Linked DNA regions of Gossypium arboreum: region 1 is linked to region 2. Evidence: chromatin contacts called from public Hi-C data. All regions are on one chromosome and are shown on one strand. The core of a region is the stretch at or near the end of the contact, and the rest is flanking DNA. Distances in the headings are between cores, read along the strand shown. Region 1 overlaps LOC108484463 (IAA-amino acid hydrolase ILR1-like 6). Region 2 holds the start of LOC108486541 (aldehyde dehydrogenase family 3 member H1).

Region 1 (6,289 bases), core at 1,768-4,267, 120 kb before region 2:
GATTGTTTAAGTTTAAAATAGATGATGATTTAACATAATGGTTCTTTACTTAATCTTTTAGTCATAAAATTGAGGTTTGATCTTTACAATTAATCATCAATCGTTTATCTTTTAAAGAAGACTCACGATAAAAAAATTAATCATTACAACTAATTATAAATATACTAATTCCAACCAATAAACAACCAATACCCTTATATACATATTTCTTAAACTAAAAGATATTAAATGCTTTAACCCGATTAACTTTACTACTTTCATTTATATCAAATGAAATTTACCATCAAACATGGGTTGCCCGTTGACTCATGGCTACATTTTAGGAATTAGTGTTTGAATCTATGCTCTCTTTTTTTTGGGAACCCCTTTTCGTCTCATGCTTTTTGGAACACTTGGCCATCTTTTTCATCTAAAAAATTTGAACCTTTAGAGGTCAAGAAAGGGGGAAAATTGCTCCTTCAAAAGGGGAAAATAAATTAAGTGCTAAAATCGAATAATAATTTATTTTTCCTTCAACTTTATAATAAAAATTATTTTAACTTTCTATTTAATTTTTTGTCTGGTATACACATAAATTGTCACGTAAATATTATGTTAGTAATTAATCAATTTTTAATATTTAAAATTTTAAAAATATTAAAAACATTAAGAAATTATTAACATTATTGAAAAGTATAAAATTATTTTTAAATGGTAGGCACATGGATGCCACATCAGTAAAGTTAACAAACATTAATTTTTTGGTGCATTTTGGGGTTGATTTGACAAACAATGCATGTTTAAGGGTTAAAAGAGATAAAAATTAAATAAAAACTAAAATATATTTTTCTATAAAATTGGAGGGTCAAATAAATAATCTTTGTTTTCAAATTGTTTAACCATATATTCTTTTTATATATATATATATATATATATATATAAATTATAATTAGGATTAGGGGTGAGGTTGTTAGGGATTGAACCCCAGCTCTCATGTCACAACACAAATACTCTTATTGCTAAGCCAAGAGATTGTTGGCAAGCATATATTCTTATAGTTATCACTTTACAACCTATTAAATAATAACGTATCATTCAAAATAAAATTCTTAATAAGATCTAAAATAAAATTAAGTAGATTAAATTTTTTTTTAAAAAAAAAGAAGATATCATGTTATTTTTAGTTTATTGAGTAGATAAAATTATAAACCCTACAATGCATCAAATATTAGCTTAAAGAAATATGTTTTTAATTAAAGCATGATAACTTACTTTCCATCCTATGCCTACCTTTATACATGGGAAGGAATCTTGATCAAGGACATAAAGTTGTGTGGAAGAAGAATAAAATTTTCCCTAATGTTTTGTTGTACATGTTGATAGAAATTCCTGCAAGTCATAGTTAAAGCTTGTTGAAAAAGACAGTATATCAATAAGATATATTCTTTCTCTGGATTCATGGCTGTGTATATATTCGTATTGAATACGGATACAGTCCAAATACATACAGCTGGATGGATATTCATATATTATGTCTCCAGACTGTGACATAAACCTAAGTTGCTTGCTCAATAATGTCCAATCTTTGTCCTCATTTGTATAAAATCATTATTTTATGTTTTCTCTTTTCCTTCCATCTAACCACGTGTGGTTAATTTGGTTTTTTATCAATCAAACCAACATTTAATATTATAAAAATCAATCAATATTTAACTATTGTTACATTAAAAAAATATCTGCATTTTCTATGAACAATTTGTTTGGTCGTGGGAAGCTTTAAGAAGAAGACAAAATGGGATAATTTATTTATACAACACTAGCAGGTTTTATTTTATTTTCAATTTTTACTTTACGCATGCTTGCTATTTGTTTTTGTTATTATTATTTCTCAAATAAATTGTTTTATTCACTTAATTATTAAAAATTATAAAAATAATTACTTAATTATTAATAACAATAATAAAATATTACAAAAGATAATTCAACTATTCAATGTTTGTTTTTTCCATTATCAGCTGGTTAACATAAATTTGAAAAATCCAAAATTCAAAGATTATTGAGTGATAAAAAGGCAAAAATAAATAATTAAAAAACTATTTTATAATTTTTTATAATTGGGTGAAAAAATTTATTAGTGTAATTTACTACTAATAATGACCAAAATTCTAATATTTCTATCATAGTATTTCTATTTTCTACCGTATTTGTTCGTATTATTCCTTTTAAGTAATATGTTTAATTAAATATACTTTGGGTGTCTAGGGAACTGTGATAGTGATCTTTCAGCCGGCAGAGGAAGCCGGAAATGGTGCTAAGCGGATGATCGGAGATGGGGCATTGGAAAACGTAGAGGCCATTTTTGCAGTCCATGTATCCCACGAACACCCCACGGGTATTATCGGCTCAAGGCCTGGTCCTCTTCTTGCCGGCTGCGGCTTCTTTCGAGCTGTTATCAGTGGAAGAAAAGGCCTTGCCGGCAGCCCCCATCACTCCGTCGACCCAATCTTGGCTGCATCAGCTGCCGTAATTAGTTTACAGGGAATTGTTTCTCGTGAATCAAATCCATTAGATTCCCAGGTCTGAGTTTTGTTTTATAAATTTCTCCAACTTCCAAAACATGGGGAAATTTTTTTAAACTTGTTTAAATCTTGTAATGCAAATGCATGCAGGTCGTCTCGGTCACTTCTTTCAATGGAGGCAATAATCTTGACATGATCCCTGAAACGGTGGTCATAGGAGGTACTTTCAGGGCTTTCTCCAACGCCAATTTTTACAATCTTCTCCAAAGAATCGAAGAGGTTCGTCGCAGTTTTCACTTTTAGATTTGGAGTCCTTATTTTCACAATTCTAACATTCTTCGACATGGAAACACACACAGGTAATCGTCGAACAGGCCAATGTTTTCCGATGTTGGGCGACGGTCGATTTCTTTGAAAAAGAATCAACAATCTATCCCCCAACAGTGAATGACGACCGTATGTACGAGCACGTAAAGAAAGTGGCCACTGATTTGCTAGGACCACCAAATTTCAGGGTGGTCCCTCCAATGATGGGTGCGGAGGACTTCTCCTTTTACTCCCAGGTAGTTCCGGCAGCTTTCTACTACATCGGCGTAAGAAACGAGACCTTGGGATCGACACACACCGGTCACTCGCCGTATTTCATGATCGACGAAGATGTTCTTCCCATTGGTGCTGCGGTTCATGCCACCATTGCTGAAAGGTACCTCAACGAGCATGGCTGAAAAGGAAAGAGGCTTTATATCTGTGGTTTATTTATCCCCAACTGGGTTGAGCACTGATTATTGAGAGAATTGGCAATGCATGTGCTCTGGTGATTTTGATCATAGTTAGGGTGGTGGAAAGGGCAAAGGTTTTCAACTTTTGGCGATGTAAAGAACTGAGCAGAGGATGCCATGCTCTGCTCTTTGAACTTGTAACAGTGTTAAATGTTTCAATTAATGCTACTTTGCGTTCAACTCTATTTCTGTTCAGAGCATTAAGATGCTTTAACCAGGCAAATATTTTATGATTTATTTAATGCAACCGACTATATTACCTCGGTTAAGATGAAATTTGGTAGTGATTGGCTGTAAGGAGATGGGCTCTGGGCTCGGGGTATCTCAGGTCTTCTTTTCTTTTTTTTGGGCTCCTTCCAATGTATTTCTTCTCCCTCGTATGAAGCTTATGAATAGAGAGAAAAAATTTAGACATTCAAAAAAAGAAAAAGAAAAATTGAGCATTGTTTGAATCATGGAAATTTAAATATGAATTTATTGTAAAAATACTATTCAATTTTAACTCTATTGGTATGGATATTGTTGTGAATGTAGAAGGATACAGATTTAAGTGTGTTGAAACTCATTATCTCCTATTTATAAGTTTGAGAAGGGGTTATGAATAATTTTAGGCATTGTTTAAAAAATAGTCAGATATAGTCCTAACCTATAATGAGATTGTCAACAAATATTATTATTATTTTTAAGTTGCTTTCAAGTGATTTCAAATTTCTTTATGATATGAATATTTTATTAAGTGGATGTCCATTAACATTAACATAAGTTTTGATGTACTTTAAATTCTAATAGTTATTATAAGTATATTTGTATTTCTTATGTCTACAAATAGAGACTTTGGAGAAGCTTTATAAATATTCTTATTGATTAATAAGATACGCTCTCTTTTGCTCTTTATTTTCTTTGTTCTTTACTCTTTGTCTATTTATGCTACTTTCTTTATAATTTTATTTTTTGTTAGTTAGTTAGTGATAAAAATAAGGCTTAATGACAAATTTGGCCACTAACGTTTATATGTTTTATCAAAATTGTCCTAATTGTATTTTTGAGCCTTTTTTTTTTTGCCATCAACCTTTATTCTTTCTTTTTTTCAAATTCCTTTTTTAAATAGATTTGATGAAAGTACTGTTAAAAAAGTTAACGGATGATGTGGAATTTCATATGTGGAATATTTTTAATGAGATGTAATTTATTACTTAGATAACCAAATAAAATAATTACGTGTGGAAAATAAATAAATAATTCACAATTTTAAAAAATAGCTCTTAATTTAAAGAAAATAAACATAATTATTTAAAGAAAATTTCAAAATGAATGCACACCTTTAGTATTTTCGGTTTGATTTATTAATTATCTTTTGAATCCTCTCAGTAAATAAACGTATGAATTAATTTTGAAATATTTTTAGATGATTTATTAATCATGTATAATTTATTTATTTTATTATTTTTCACATGTAAAATAATAAATTATATCTTATTAAAAATATTTCATATCATTCCGTTAAATTTTTAACGGTAATTTCATTAAATCTAGACAAATGATTGTTCATATTCAAATGACTAAGCTTTTTAATTTTTATTTTAAAAATTTCTCGATATAGCATGCTGCATATCATCTATTGACGGTTATCGTCAACCACATCAACGTCATTAGCGATTATACCGTCTCTCAACTAACTATTTTTGTTATGCATTTTTTTTTATCATTAAAGACTCAACATGATATAGTTTAAAAAAAAAAATTCAATTGATAATTAAGGGTCCTTTTAACTCTTAAGCATATATATGAGAAATGTTGGGCTACAGATGTGGAAGCTCAATTTCAGCTATTCCTTTGGACTCTACTAAAAAAACACACATTATGTTGAAATTTGATGTCTTCATTACGAAGTACCAAGTGAAGCCCAATACAATACACTTTTACCTTTTATAAAATTTGATTTCATTTTTGCTTTTATATTATAGAAATGATGGAGATTCATCTTCTCAAATCTAAACCCAGAAAGGCCAAATTTGATCGCATGTCCCATCATGAACGGTCTGGTGGGTCTTAGTATTACAGTTTTGACAATGAAAAAGAGATAAAGTATAAAGAAACAATGTATGAACTTCAGCCAAAATATTGGACTTTGTCATCTAATTTTCTTCTTCCTTTTTTAGGAGAAGTAGTCAAGGGATCTTTATTCTTTACAACCTCAAAGCAAGAACTGAAAGAGATGACCTCAAAATTCAATACCATGTGACCTGATTTGGTCCTTTTGTGGGTCCATCCATTATCAAAGCCTAAAAAGAAAACAAGAGATTTTGTTGAAGAACTTTTGTGGATTTTCACGCATGAAATTTGATAATCATGACAATCATGGGTCTTTAGGTGAAAGCAATTTGTGTTTTTGGAACAATATCTGTTTTTTTTTTCTTAATTTCATTAGCACGTGAGATGAAAATCTCAATAATCTAAAAAATAAGTAAAAATGTATTTAGAAAAGGTTATATATTTTGAAACCGAATGGCCATTTTGAGGGCATGGCCTTGTGGTGGACTGCAAACACCACAATTGACATTTTAAAGGTAATCAAATAACCTTATTGTTTCGTCAATCATTCTAAGGCATGCGGATAAATGACAATGTACCTTTGTTTATGGAAGCCTAAACTTGGATGGTTATGCAAACTTTTGACATTTTTCATACAAATCGATGACGTGTTGGGCCTTGTTTTCCATGAGGGCATATTTCAAATATTCATGACCCACACTTAAGCTCTGTTTGTTTACCAATAAAATATTTTCTAGAAAATAATTTATTTTTTTGGTGTTTGGATAAATTTGTGTAAATATTTTCTGCTTTTGGTAGATTTCTTGAAAATATTTCATAAAAGTCATTTTAAATTAAACAAATGTATATTTAAGAATTTATTATTTTTCATTGTTTAATTGAGTTTATTATATATATATATCTTAATAAATTTATATTTTAAATTGTTTTTACATATATTGCAATGATCAAATTAAATAT
Region 2 (6,263 bases), core at 2,069-4,568:
TTTTAACTAATAAATTTTATTTAAATTATTTTTTAAACAGGTTTGTAATGGATGGAGAATCATCTTTTAAAAAAAAATCAAAATTGAATGTGAAACTTACCAAAACTTTAATTTATGTAAATTGCAAAATCAGTTTTCATATTTTTTACTTAAAAATTTGCAAATTAGTAATATATATTCTGTAATACGTTTAGAATGATATTATCCATGTTATAATTTCTTAAAGAAAATATTAGTTTTTATAACGATGTTGGCGTGAAAACTTTCATGGTATTTATATTTATTTCATGTTGACATAGTACAATTTGTTTTATATGTCACGTTAATTAAGTAAAATTATAAAATATTCAAAAATAAAAATAAGCATGAAGTACAAGTACTGTATTGTCATGCGGACAGTTATGTTTGAAAATATAGTATTTTAGTCAATATTTTTGTTAAAAGGATTTGTTTTTACTCTTTTGAAAAGTCGATGGACTAATTCAACTCATTTTAAAAATGTTGAAGACCAAATTTAGCTAAAATTATAAAAATTAAGGGCAAAACTTGTCATTATGCTAATATAATATTATTGGTTTTATTGTATTTTTAGGAAAATTAAGTGAGTAATTTATAGAAAATGGATAATTGTTTTAAGGTGATGTTTTATTAAATTTTAAAATTACTGAATGTAAAATAAAAATGGTAAGAGCTTTTTTTTATATGAGAAATGAGGGAGAAGAAGAGATTTATTATTATTTTGTATAAGATAAAATAAATGTTTATTACTTACTTTAGTTTATGAAGTATATTATTTTTCTATTTTAATATTTAAATTTTTTGGTTCACTTTAATTTCTAATATTATATGTTTTCGGTTCAATTTTTGGAAATTAAAAAAATGGTTGAGATATCAAACCAATTATATATTCTCACGTGCATACAATGACATCATCATTCAAAAAAACTTTAAAAATATAGAAAAATTAAATTTAAAACATACTAATATAAATAAAAATATAATTATTTAAAAATAAAACATGTTAGAAATTTTTAAAATGATAAAAATAAAAAATATTAAAATATATATAAAATTATAAAATTATTAGAAATTTTACAATATTGTAAAAAGTTATAAAAGTTAGTAGAAATAATAGAAAGTTGTAAAAAATTAAAATTTTAAAAAATTAGTAAAAATATTGTATATTAGAATAAAGTACACATTCGCTAATCACGTTAAAAAAACTTAATATAAAATGGTATATTGTAATACAATAAAATTTTATAGAAACTGTATTTTAAAAATATTTTAATAAAAATTGAATAATTTATTATATCAAATGTTTAATATTTAAAATACATCAAATTTTAAGACTTTACGAGTGTTACTAGAGCATGTTTATTCGACTTGGTTCTCTATTTAATGTCTCTAGCCATCATCGTGCACGTGCTCTTTTTATTTTGTACTAAAGTTTTTAAAATGGTCAAACACTTGACAATAATTTTAAGATATTGGTTTAGAGATAAATAATTTGTCTTGAGATAATAATAAAATTGAAATAATTAATAATAATATGTAATTAAAATAACATTATATTTTATTATTTAAAAATTTGAAAAATTTTATTCAAATTTTACCAATTGTAAATTTTGATTGATTGAATTATAAAACAATTATCGTGAGTGGTATTATTCTAAGAGACAATGACCAATGTTCAAGCTCTAGTAAATGTGATCTATAAAATTTTAAGATATTAAAATTTCTAATGTTTTAAAAAATAGTAAACTTTTTTACTTTTATATTGTTTTTGTAATTTTATATTTTTATTAAGTTTTATAATATTTTAATAATTTTTAAAGATTTTTTAGATAATGACATCATTATAATATCATCATATAACACGTGACATCATATGATTGATTGGATATCCTCGTTGTTAGTTTTAACTCCAAAAGATTGAACTTAGAACGTTTAGTAATTTTAGAAACCGGAGTGAGCTAAAAATCCTTTTAGAACTAAAGTGAGAAAAATAATATATTTCAGGGACTAAATTGTGCATTAAGCCTAAAACAAATATTATTGAGGAGTGGGTAGTTTTTAAGTGATTTTTAAAGGGTTAAAGTTTTTGGGAGGTTAATGTATTTTATGAATTGGATCAAATTAATCCTTTTATATTTAAATGGATTAATTTAGTTCTTATATTATTAAAAAATTAAATAAGTTTATATCGTAATGAGTCAACATTTACTAAACTTAAATAAGTAAAACGTCATTTGCTCCATTTAAGTAAATGATCATCTTCTCCAAAGAGTTTTCAATTTAAAATAATATTTTTATTATATACTTTTATGTAAGTTTAGAATTTACTCCTTTTTTTATTAATCATATATTTAATTATTTGTTTTTAATTTAATTTAGTTTTTTAGTTTTTAAGATAATGTTACTTGATGATTTAAAAAAATTATACGTGCGAATTTTTATTGGTCAATTTAGCAATTCATTGTCGACGTTAACATGTACCATAATAAGACACATATTAATAGTTTAAGTATCATATTGGATTTTTCAAAATACAAATACTACATGGACATTTAATAAAAGTACATGTATCATAATAAAAAAATACATTAATAAATTAGGTACCACAATAGACATTTCAAAGCATATACGACAATTGAATATTTTATAAAAGTACATGTACTATAATAAAAAACATATTGATAGTTCAAGTAGAACATTAGATGTTTTCAAAGTATAAGTAACATATAAGATATTTTATGAAAGTATAAGTACCAAATATGATATTAATCTCAAAATAATTTAATTTATTTTGTAAAATAATAATATTTTAACCATTACCTAATTAAATTGGTGTTTGTTTTACTTTGTAAATCAACTTAATTCATTTTCTCTCAAACTTCACAAAAAGAGTCATTTTATCTTTTCATTTAATTTTTTATTTTTAACTCTTAAATTTGTGTTGTTTATCAAATCAAACAAATAAACGGAGAAATTAACTTCATTAAATTTGCTAATGTGACAATATAAACAATTAATTATTTTTAAAATTAAAATATATAAAAATTTTAAAATAAAAATATTAAAATTCTAAAAAGTATTTTTAATTAAAAAATTAATTAATTTCTACAAAATTAATAAATTTTAAATTTTTTAAGGATGATTCCATAAATAATATAAATTAAAAAATATAAAAATTAAATAGCTTACAAAATAAGTTATTATACCTATAATATAAATAAATGTCACGTCAAAAGAAAAAAGTCATCACATCGGTATAGATAGAGAAGAAATGTGAAAAAACCCTAAAATTGTAATCGTCGTCCCCTCGAGAATTTAAATTTGTTTTCTTTAGTAGAATATTGCTTTTGGCGGATACCCCCAAATTTGATAAAAACAGCCACCACCACATTTTATTTATGTAAATTTAAATTAACCCAGAATTCAATATTTTATTTGTCCAAGACAGCCGGAATAAAATTAAAAGAGAGCCCATCAGGCACGCGCTCAGTTCTACGCGTGTAAAATAACTCTCGGTAATGAGTTGACGAATGACGAAGGAACGCCATAGATAAGGCGCCAAGTCCACGACTCCTCCACTATATATATGGATGCGGCTATATCGTTACTTTTAACGTGACGCCTGCGTTTTCTTTAAGAAAATCTAAGGCAAATCAGTATTGTCAGTTTTATTTTGCTCGCCTCTTCTATAAGCATCAAGTTCAAAGTTTGAATCCAATATCGGTTTTGTTATTGTTTTCTCTGAGCTTTATTTTTGGATAATAATGGCGAGCGAAGTGGAGAAGAAGGCGGTTTTCGATATAGATTCCGCGAAGGAAGTGGTTCAGGAGTTGAGAGCTAGCTTCGTAGCGGGAAAGACGAAAGACTACGAATGGAGAAGAACTCAGTTGAAAGCCATGTTGAAAATGATGGACGAGAACGAGCCGCAAATTGTCGCCGCTCTTCGCGACGATCTTTCCAAGCCGGAACTCGAATCCTCCATCTACGAGGTCAAATAAATTTTTTTCATTTTAATTTGTAGTATTTATTTCAATAATTTAAAAAAAAAATTGATTTTAGATTAGAATTGTTTTTTATTTGATTAAATTTAAAATTGATGAGAAGGCGGTGGAGTTATATCATGAACTATGGATCATAGTATTAGTACGGAGTCAATGGGCGGCTGAAAGTCAGCTATTTCCGATACTTGATGCCTAATCAACTATGAGTTTTTTTAAAAATAAAAAAATCACCTTGACTTAATTCAGATTTTAATTGTAAGTTTAAGTAAAAACTTTAATTGATAGTCGACTTGTCTCCAGAAATTAGAATATATTTGGTTCCTAATAAAGAACTTCAACCACTTTTTTTGTCTCTAAAGCTGTTTTTGCTTCAATTGTTTAAAGCTGATTGGCTCTGTTTGTTCTTTTCCCATACAAATAGATATCCTTTGTGTTACTTATAAATTCTTGTGAAACCTTGTTTCGCTATAACTTTCAAGTGGGTATCCTGAAATTCATGAATCACGCAATTGGGAAATTTTGGGAATTAAAGATTGTTTTTTTGGTGTGCAATGTTTTTAGAGGTTCAAAAATGCGTGACACACTTGAAATCTTGGTGGAAAGAAGTAGCATTTATGACATGCAAACAGTTGGCTTTTCTCTCACGGAAATGGTCGGTCATTTTCAGGCTTTAGAAAATAATTGCTAGCCATTAAATACTCGATAGTTCTAAACGGGTAGAACTCAAGTACTCCAAGATTTATTGCTAATCCAACTAGCAGACATTGTCAGGAAATGTACCGACAGGATGTAACTGTATCCAGAAAATCTATCCGTTTTTGGTGTTTTCTTCTTTTTTTTTCAGCCTTTTTTTCCCTACAGAAAGTTGATAGTTCCACTTCGACGATTCTTTAGAATTATTACTTTCAGGCTTTGGGTTGGATAATTGCTGAGTTCAGCCTTAACTAGTAGAGTTGAACTTGAATTTGAATGCAGGGAATTACTTTAGTAGCTGGATAAAAACTGGAAGAAAGAGAATAGTTACACACACACAGAGACATGTCTTGTTATCTATTGTTATTTTGAACATAATGTGATGATTGGAGTTTTGGCTATTACAGATAGTCAACCCCAAGGATAATTATAACTGTGATTTGTGAAGGATTAATGTGAGAGTCACTGGATAATAGGGAATTTAAAATCTAGATGAACATTGATTATTTCAATTCTAAAGAATTATTTCAACTTTCAGCAGTTATCTGATTATAATGATAATTGTTTGCTACATGTTTAAAAGCAGAAGTATCTGAGCGAAGTGCTTAAACTTATATCTTCATTGAAGTTGGTTTCTGTGCTTAAGTTGATTAATTTAATAGCGAATGAAGTTCAACAAGGAGATTCTTTATTTAGGTTTTCTAAATGGTTCTTCTCGGTCTTAGTGTCCATTTTTATTAAGTGCTTTGATTAGCTTCCTACTATATGTTTTTAGGCTTTTAACTGATAAAAAAAAAATTATTAAGATGACTTGTTCAGGAGGAACTGAAATATTGTCACATAGACAATTTTATCTGGAGTTGTCTTTCTCTTGTTAAATTTGTATAATTCTTAGTAGTTGACATTTTAGACTACACCTGATTGTTAAAATCTAGGAGTATCATGCTATTCTGAAACACGGTACCATGGAGTAGGCAACACTATATTAGTTGTTTAAACTTAGCCTCCAGAATTTTCTTCCATAGTTCTTCTCTATGTAAGTCCCAAATGAAATACTACATTTTTGGTCTTCCTCTGATTTGGCTTGGTTTACTCTGCAGATAGCAATGCTAAAGAACTCCTGTAAATTGGCACTGAAAAAAATGAAGCATTGGATGATGCCAGAAAAGGTAAACTTTTTCAAGACCTCTCAGCTGGGTGGAAGCTTTCATGAAGGATTCTTCTTGACATTAAAAGAGTTGAATATGATTAGCTTTCCCTTTTCTGCAGGCAAAAACTTCATTGGCTACATTTCCATCATCCGCTGAAATAGTATCTGAGCCATTGGGTGTCGTGTTAGTAATCTCAGCATGGAACTATCCTTTATGTATGTTGAACATCCTTAAGGACATGTCCAGAACTGTCTTTTGTCTTTTTTTTATCACCCCTCTTATATTTAATTATTGCATTTCTTTTTTCAGTGCTGTCTCTTGATCCGGTTATTGGAGCTATTGCAGCTGGTAATGCTATAGTCTTAAAGCCATCAGAAATTTCTCCAGCCACTGCATCATT

The links. Hi-C and Micro-C count contacts between places; a contact is called where the count stands out from the background.
Region 1: a contact with region 2 is called in a Hi-C map of leaf, with 4 times the contacts expected there. The contact joins the enhancer-like site here to the promoter of LOC108486541 in region 2. A contact is called at or near these places in 3 of 5 Hi-C or Micro-C datasets (all in leaf).

What each region holds. Positions count from the first base shown.
Region 1 is chr6:135,627,604-135,633,892 of ASM2569848v2, reverse strand. LOC108484463 (IAA-amino acid hydrolase ILR1-like 6) reads left to right here. Exons shown (of 5, transcript XM_017788254.2): 3 at 2,242-2,556; 4 at 2,649-2,777; 5 at 2,858-3,553. The coding sequence ends at 3,223. Among protein-coding and RNA genes, the nearest start is that of LOC108484463, 5.1 kb to the left of the region's middle. Within about 2 kb of position 3,017, at least 2 of the 2 cell types and tissues checked have an H3K27ac peak or open chromatin away from gene starts, as enhancers often do. A contact at or near this core is called in leaf, where this site is marked.
Region 2 is chr6:135,510,329-135,516,591 of ASM2569848v2, reverse strand. It overlaps LOC108486541 (aldehyde dehydrogenase family 3 member H1), which reads left to right and starts at 3,318. Exons shown (of 10, transcript XM_017790652.2): 1 at 3,318-4,007; 2 at 5,813-5,881; 3 at 5,982-6,078; 4 at 6,173-6,263. The coding sequence starts at 3,783.